Regions from separate parts of the Rattus norvegicus genome. Here region 1 is linked to region 2. The links are chromatin contacts, called in public Hi-C maps. All regions are on one chromosome and are shown on one strand. The core of a region is the stretch at or near the end of the contact, and the rest is flanking DNA. Distances in the headings are between cores, read along the strand shown.

What was found. Hi-C and Micro-C count contacts between places; a contact is called where the count stands out from the background.
Region 1: a Hi-C map of the A7r5 cell line shows a contact between it and region 2, with 4 times the contacts expected there. The contact joins the promoter of Nhs here to the enhancer-like site in region 2. A contact is called at or near these places in 5 of 12 Hi-C or Micro-C datasets (the A7r5 cell line, the Rat2 cell line, Schwann cells and 2 more).

The regions. Positions count from the first base shown.
Region 1 is chrX:36,183,121-36,186,351 of GRCr8, reverse strand. It overlaps Nhs (NHS actin remodeling regulator), which reads right to left and starts at 1,285. Exons shown (of 9, transcript NM_001414726.1): 1 at 341-1,285. The coding sequence starts at 899.
Region 2 is chrX:36,071,531-36,074,475 of GRCr8, reverse strand. No RefSeq gene overlaps it. Among named protein-coding and RNA genes, the nearest start is that of RGD1560203, 38 kb to the right of the region's middle. Within about 2 kb of position 1,420, at least 3 of the 93 cell types and tissues checked have an H3K27ac peak or open chromatin away from gene starts, as enhancers often do. A contact at or near this core is called in the A7r5 cell line, where this site is marked.

The DNA.
Region 1 (3,231 bases), core at 36-2,535, 110 kb before region 2:
CAGTGGTAAATGACAGACCTTCTCTGCCTCCTGTCTGCCCTCCTAAATGTTCTCTACCTTCCTGTTCTCAATGCCAGGGATGTCTATGAGTTCAGAAGCTGTCCTTTTAACTTTCTGCCCTCCACACCTGCATCCCTCCATTGGTCAGGGGCCACCCCAGCTACTCAATCCGGGATGACTAGGGTGGATCTCAAGGTGGAAGAAGAGAGGGAAGGCAAGAGTAAGGTGCAAGTTGCAGCAGGCGTGGCGCCTCGGGGCTGGGATTGTGGCGAGTGGGGACAGTAAGAGGGTGCGGCGCTGGAGCCTAGCACCCTAGAGGATGGACGGCGCTGGTACTCACGCACTGCCTCCTGCTTGGGGTCCAACGTGTTGAGGACGCGCTGCACGCTGCCGAGCTTGCCCTGCAGCGCCCAGACGCGGTGGTGAGTAAGCTGGATGTCGCTCTCGAGCTCCTGGAAGAGGCTGCACGCGTGCCGGGCCACGTCTGAGAGCTGCCGGAGGACCCTGGCCAGCGCAGCGTTGCTGACCGCGCACAGGTCTAGCATAAGTAGCACAGCCTCGGCTGCAGCCTCAGACGCCTCGCCTGTGGCCGATGCTGCCTCCGGGACCCCCGCCACGCTCTCCTCCCCGGCCTCGCGCGCTTCGCTGGGTGGCTGCTGATCCTGCTCTGCTGGCGCCGGCATAGACGGCGGTGGAGGTGGTGGCAGTGGGAGAGGCGCAGGAGGTACACGAGGAGGCTCGTCTGGCTCCGTTGCCTCGGCCTCTTCCCGCCGGCCAGGCGGCTGCAGGGGCGGCGGCGGCTCAACGCTGCCTCCACTCGTGTCCTCATCTGGGCCGGGCGCCGGGCGCCGCTGCCGGCAAAGCCACTGCGGCTCCACGATCCGCTTGGCGAAAGGCATCCCGCGCAACCGGGCCGCGACTTTCCGTTCTCCTCTGAGCGTCCCTTGTGAGCTAGGGACCTGGCGCGCCCACCTGAGCAAGGAGAGGGCAGGAGTCCGGCAAGGATCGATCTGGGCAGTCCAGAGACGCTGAGGGCTCCTCTGCTCACCTGGCCTCCTCCTCTTGCTCCTCTTCACAGCTTAGTCTGACCTCCGGGAGCACGGCTGTCTAGGAAAGATGACAAGCGCTGGGCAAAGAAATCTCGAGCTGTGCTTGGGTCCTCTTCACTTGCTCCCAACCGGGGTCAGTCGGCTCAGCTCCATCGCTTCTGAGCCCGTTGCCGCCGCCCTGGCCACTGCCGCCGCCTATATAAATGGGCGTGTGTGTATGTGTGTGTGTGTGTGAGAGAGAGTGAGTGTGTGTGCGTGTGTGTGTGATCGTGTGTGTATGTGTCTGTGTCGCGTGTGTGTATAGGTGGGTGGGTGGATGGGTGGGTGTGAGTGTGTGCGCGCGCCTCAGTTTGAAAGTACCCCGGCGCAGGCCTCTCCCCGCGCGCCCCTCGGCCGCTCCGGGGAGCGATTGCGCCTGGGATCTCTCTCCCTTTCTGGGCGGGGAGGAGATTTCGGAAAGGCGCTCTGAAAACCCGGACAGGAATCCGCCTCCAGCCCTGGCTCAGGAGGCGGCGCGGGGGCGGCAGGGCGGACGCCGGGCGGGGGAGGCCAGGGCGAGAGGGGCGCAGCGCCCTGTGCGGCCGCTGGGAGTCACTGGTGGCCGGACCGCGCCTGGTGCGTTCCACCTCAGGCACTTTCTCAAACGTGTCTCAGAGGTTAGAATTGAGACGATGAGCTTGGTGGGGGCAGGGAGTCCTCAAGTTTAGAGTGGGGGTGCTGGTAGCCAGCTCAGAGGGAGGAAAGTATTGGGGATGCTGTTGATTCGTGTTGGAGCAAGTCGTTTCATAGAATTCTAGCTCTGTCAAGTCTTAGGGTTCTTCGAGGGGAAATCTGGGCTGCTCCTTAAAGTGCCCCAGGCGCTGTGTTCACAGAGACAGCTGGGAAGGGTGACGCAGCATGGGTGCATTCCCACAGGGCCAGAGTGGCCAGACGGCTGTTTATACCGTTTTTCTGACATCCTGTTTTGGTCTGCTTTGAGAACTACCTTCTACAGAACATCATGATTGAAACCCAAATTACTAGTGTGCAAACCCCTCCAGAAAGTCGCTTGCAAAATGCATTGCACATTAAGTGAAATGAATCGGATTACCTCCTTGTCGCCCTACTGTGTTAATCCAACACAGAGTTTTTAAAGTTCCCTATGGGAGAGATGATGATTCACAGAAGAATGGAAAGTTTTCCCCTTGGTTAACTGAAAGGTATAATTTCTTAAGAGACAGAGTTTTCAATTGCAGTAGTGTGCAGGCTAGATGGTGGCAGCCAAAAAACCTAAAAAGACTGGGAACTGTTAATCAAATGCATGCTTTCATCCATCCACAGCGGTTACTGTGAAATAAATATATAAAATAAATGAAATTCAAGGTCACAAGCAAATCTTGGCAATGTTGTCTTCATGTCATGCATCTAAAACAAACGTGAAAGAAACATGGTTTCTGGCAACAATAAAGTCCTTTACCTGCAATGGCCTGTCCTCTGTGCTCCCTGCCTTGAAAAGGAATTCATACAAGACATACTTTTAATCAGTCTACACTTCGGTCACAGAGACTTCAATAGAGCCCCTCTTTTTCTACCTAAAAACAGAAAACAAACAAACAAAAACTATTTCTGTTCAACTATCCCTGTTCAAAAAAGAAGATCCAAGCTGGGGCTTTGGGGATAAAGATTCCTGATAATGTAAGGTTTTCGTAAATGATTTGGTAACAAGAATGGTGGTGGGGGTGGTGGTGGGGGTGGGGGTGGGGGTGGTGGTGGTGGTGGTGACAATGACAGTAATAAAGGAATGACTATGATAAACAATGAGGAAAAGATAACCAAAATAATGAGTGCAAGCAAAGGACAGATTACAGTTTACTTTGTAGTTCTTACAACTTCACTTTAAATTTGGTTTTGTTTCCCAATAGAAAGTAAGAGAAAAAGAATGCTTTGGATCGATTTCTCAGCATGTGTGCTTTACATCACAAATCCAGAGAGCTGGTTAATTTGAAATGTAGCTCATCACTTTTTAACATGTTCAGTTTTGAACAGAGACTCTGCTAGGTGGGCAAAGCAGAACCTACTTCTCTGAGCACACTGAAGGGTAAAGAGTACTAGAGGAGTGTGTAGGGCATCCACTTCCCAAGGACAATGGCGGCAGTCTGCCCTGCCTTCAGCCAGTTCCCCACACCTAGAATTTCTGTTGACC
Region 2 (2,945 bases), core at 171-2,670:
GGGGAGGAGGAAGCTGCTCTTAATCGTTCGTGGTTGGACCCAAAAGCCTGGGATTCCCACATTGTGAGCCATCTTATTTTTGCTTATTGTAGGCCCTACTTGAAAAGATTTGGCCCAGCTCAGGTGTTCAATAGTGATCTTCATGATACCACACTGTCCTTAATCTACTGTTTCTCTCCTTGGCCTTGGACTTCTCTGGAGTAAAAATTTGATTTTAAAAATCAAATTTAGTCTAGAATTTTCTAAATTCTCCATAAAGCATTACTGTTTTTCTTCAAGTTTCATTAGACTCTTAGAAAACTCCAATAAGGAGGAGGTGCATGGAAACAGATACACTCTCAGAGCAGAAATTCCTGCTCTGGGCATTTATTCATTGTCATCAAAGAATATCCATGATTATTGTGCATTTATTCATTGTCATCAAAGAATATCCATGATTATTGTTTCAATATTATTAGCCATCTAAGGTTGGGTTTCTTGTCTTTTTTCTGCCTTGGCTCAAGTTCAAGGACTCAAAGAACATGTTTTAGAAGAGACAATAATATTTTCAAAGTCAAAAGATGGCCTAAGATAAATGGATCTATCTGTAAAAATATTAGAAAAGATTAGCAAATTGAACAAAATTGCCTGTAGTTCTCTTTTTACTCCTTAGAGTGGCTCATAAGAAAAAGAGGGAACATTATGGCACGCTATCAGAACAACAAAATACTTTGTTTCCTATTCACAAATAGACAGGTTTAGAGAGATACTTTGTCCTGACCTTCTGTGGCCACCCATGTGAGTGGATTTGGCTGGCTTCAGTGCTGACCTCAGAGTATTTAATGGGAGGTTACTATGACAACAAGTTCCACCCCAGCAGAGGGAGCCTGAGAAGGCTTTCAGCAAAAGAACTCCAGACAGAAGTTTTCTTCTGTGGTATGGGGGAAGGAAAGGGAAAGGACAAAGATATACCTGAGGAAGCTGAGGAGAAAGAGTTGTGAGAAGACAAAAAATGGTCTAGACAGTGATAACAAAGAGGCATGGCTTCCTGGGAGCTCATGGAGAAGTTTCTGTGTGTGGCCAAGTTGTTGAAACCATTTACCCAAGACACTAAAAATCACCATATAATGCTTATTAGTCAAAACAGCAGGCAGAAGAGATGACACTAATTTCATCAAAAATCTAAGCAGACACTCAGAAGTCATAAAATCACTTTGGGTCATCATGGCAGCCTGAGATCAAGGTGGGGACTCTGAGGGAATCGGCTGAGTCATCTAATATTACAGATAAGGAAACTGAGACCCAGTGTTGGAAGCGGTCAAATCTAGCCACCAGAACAGGACTTGAGAGGTAGAATTGAGTTCCTAGAATTGAGTTCCTAAAGCAGTGCAGAGCCAAATACAAATGACTAATAAGAAGTATTGTAGAAGTCTCCTCTAGAAATTCTCTAGAAATTGAGTCATGTAAAAGGGCACTGTGGATTCTCAAATGTCTTATGTACACAGTATGTGAAGGGTGGATAAAAGACTGAAGCTGAACATTGCTATTAGAATTTATTTCAAGGGTGGTATTTGAGGATAAATGGAAAGTATAAAGCTGTTTGGCTGGACCAGTTGGCTCATGCCTTTAATCCCTGCCCTTGAGGCAGAAGCAGGCAGGAAGATTGTCACAGGTTCAAGGTCAGCACAATCTACTTAGTGAGACTGTGTCTTTTTTTCTAAGTATAAAGCCAGAGAGAAAAGGAACTGTATAGTTCTCATCATCTAGTAGAAGACTCACAGTTCAATTTCTAGGAGAGGCCATGCATTTTAATTGATAATTTTTATTACTTATTTGAGAATCTCCTGCAATGTATTTTGCTCATATTTACTCCAACTCCCCCAAATCCATCCCCATCTCCACGTTCCCTCCCAACTTCACGTAGTCTTTTTAAAATAGAAACTAACCCACCAAATCCAATTTGTGCTTCTCATAAACTCTTGGGTGTGTAGCCATCTACTGGAGTATTGTAGACCTATCAGGGGCCACACCACAAAAGAAAACTAACCTCTCCTCTCCCCAGAAGCTATCAACTGTCAATAGCTCCTGTGTTAGAAGTAAGGGCTCCAAGCCCCTCCCTCCTCCATGCTAGAATGTTGATTAGCTTGATCTTTTGCAGGTCACCACAGTTCCTGTAACTTCATGACTTCACCAGTCTTGTTATATACAGAAAAATACTGTTTTATTCCAGTCCTCCCTAACCTCTAGTTCTTAGAATATTTTTATCCCTTCTTCTGCAATGCTCTCTGGGCTTTGTGGGGTGATGATATAGGTGTCTGTGTTTAACTTGGATTATCTATATAATCTAAGAAACTAGAAAGAGACCATTGGTGGGAAGGAGAGAGGAAGATCTTAAGGGAGAAAGCTAGTACAATACAGATGATATGAATGGGAATAATGGGAGGAAGGTTTAGGTGGGGAAAAGAATGGGAGAATATGGTAGAAGGGGCTTAGGGAAGAGAGATAGCTAACACCAAGGATGTTTGAAAATGCCATATGGAAAACTACTATTTTATAAGCTTTAGATAGATAGATAGATAGATAGATAGATAGATAGATAGATAGATAGATAGAATTTAAATGAAGCTACCTTACATAGGAGATAATGTTCCTTTCAGAAGCTGTAGTTTGCCAAGTAAAAAGCGCAATACCAGGGAGTACCAGTACTCCCTTTGAGTTTCTTGTCAAAGGTATCCCAGAAAACCCCTAAAGCAATATAGTCTATTGCCATTGCTCTTGGCTGCCCAATGTAACTTGATAGTAAGACCCTATTGATAAAGATGCCACACACTTTGGTCACAGAACATAGACAAATCAAGTTGTCATTAACCAGGAAGCTTCCTTCTTGGTGGCCAGCTTTCATGATACCTCCTGTAAGCTGCTGGGAGAAACAGCCATCAACAGTTTTACTCAGCCATGAATCTTGT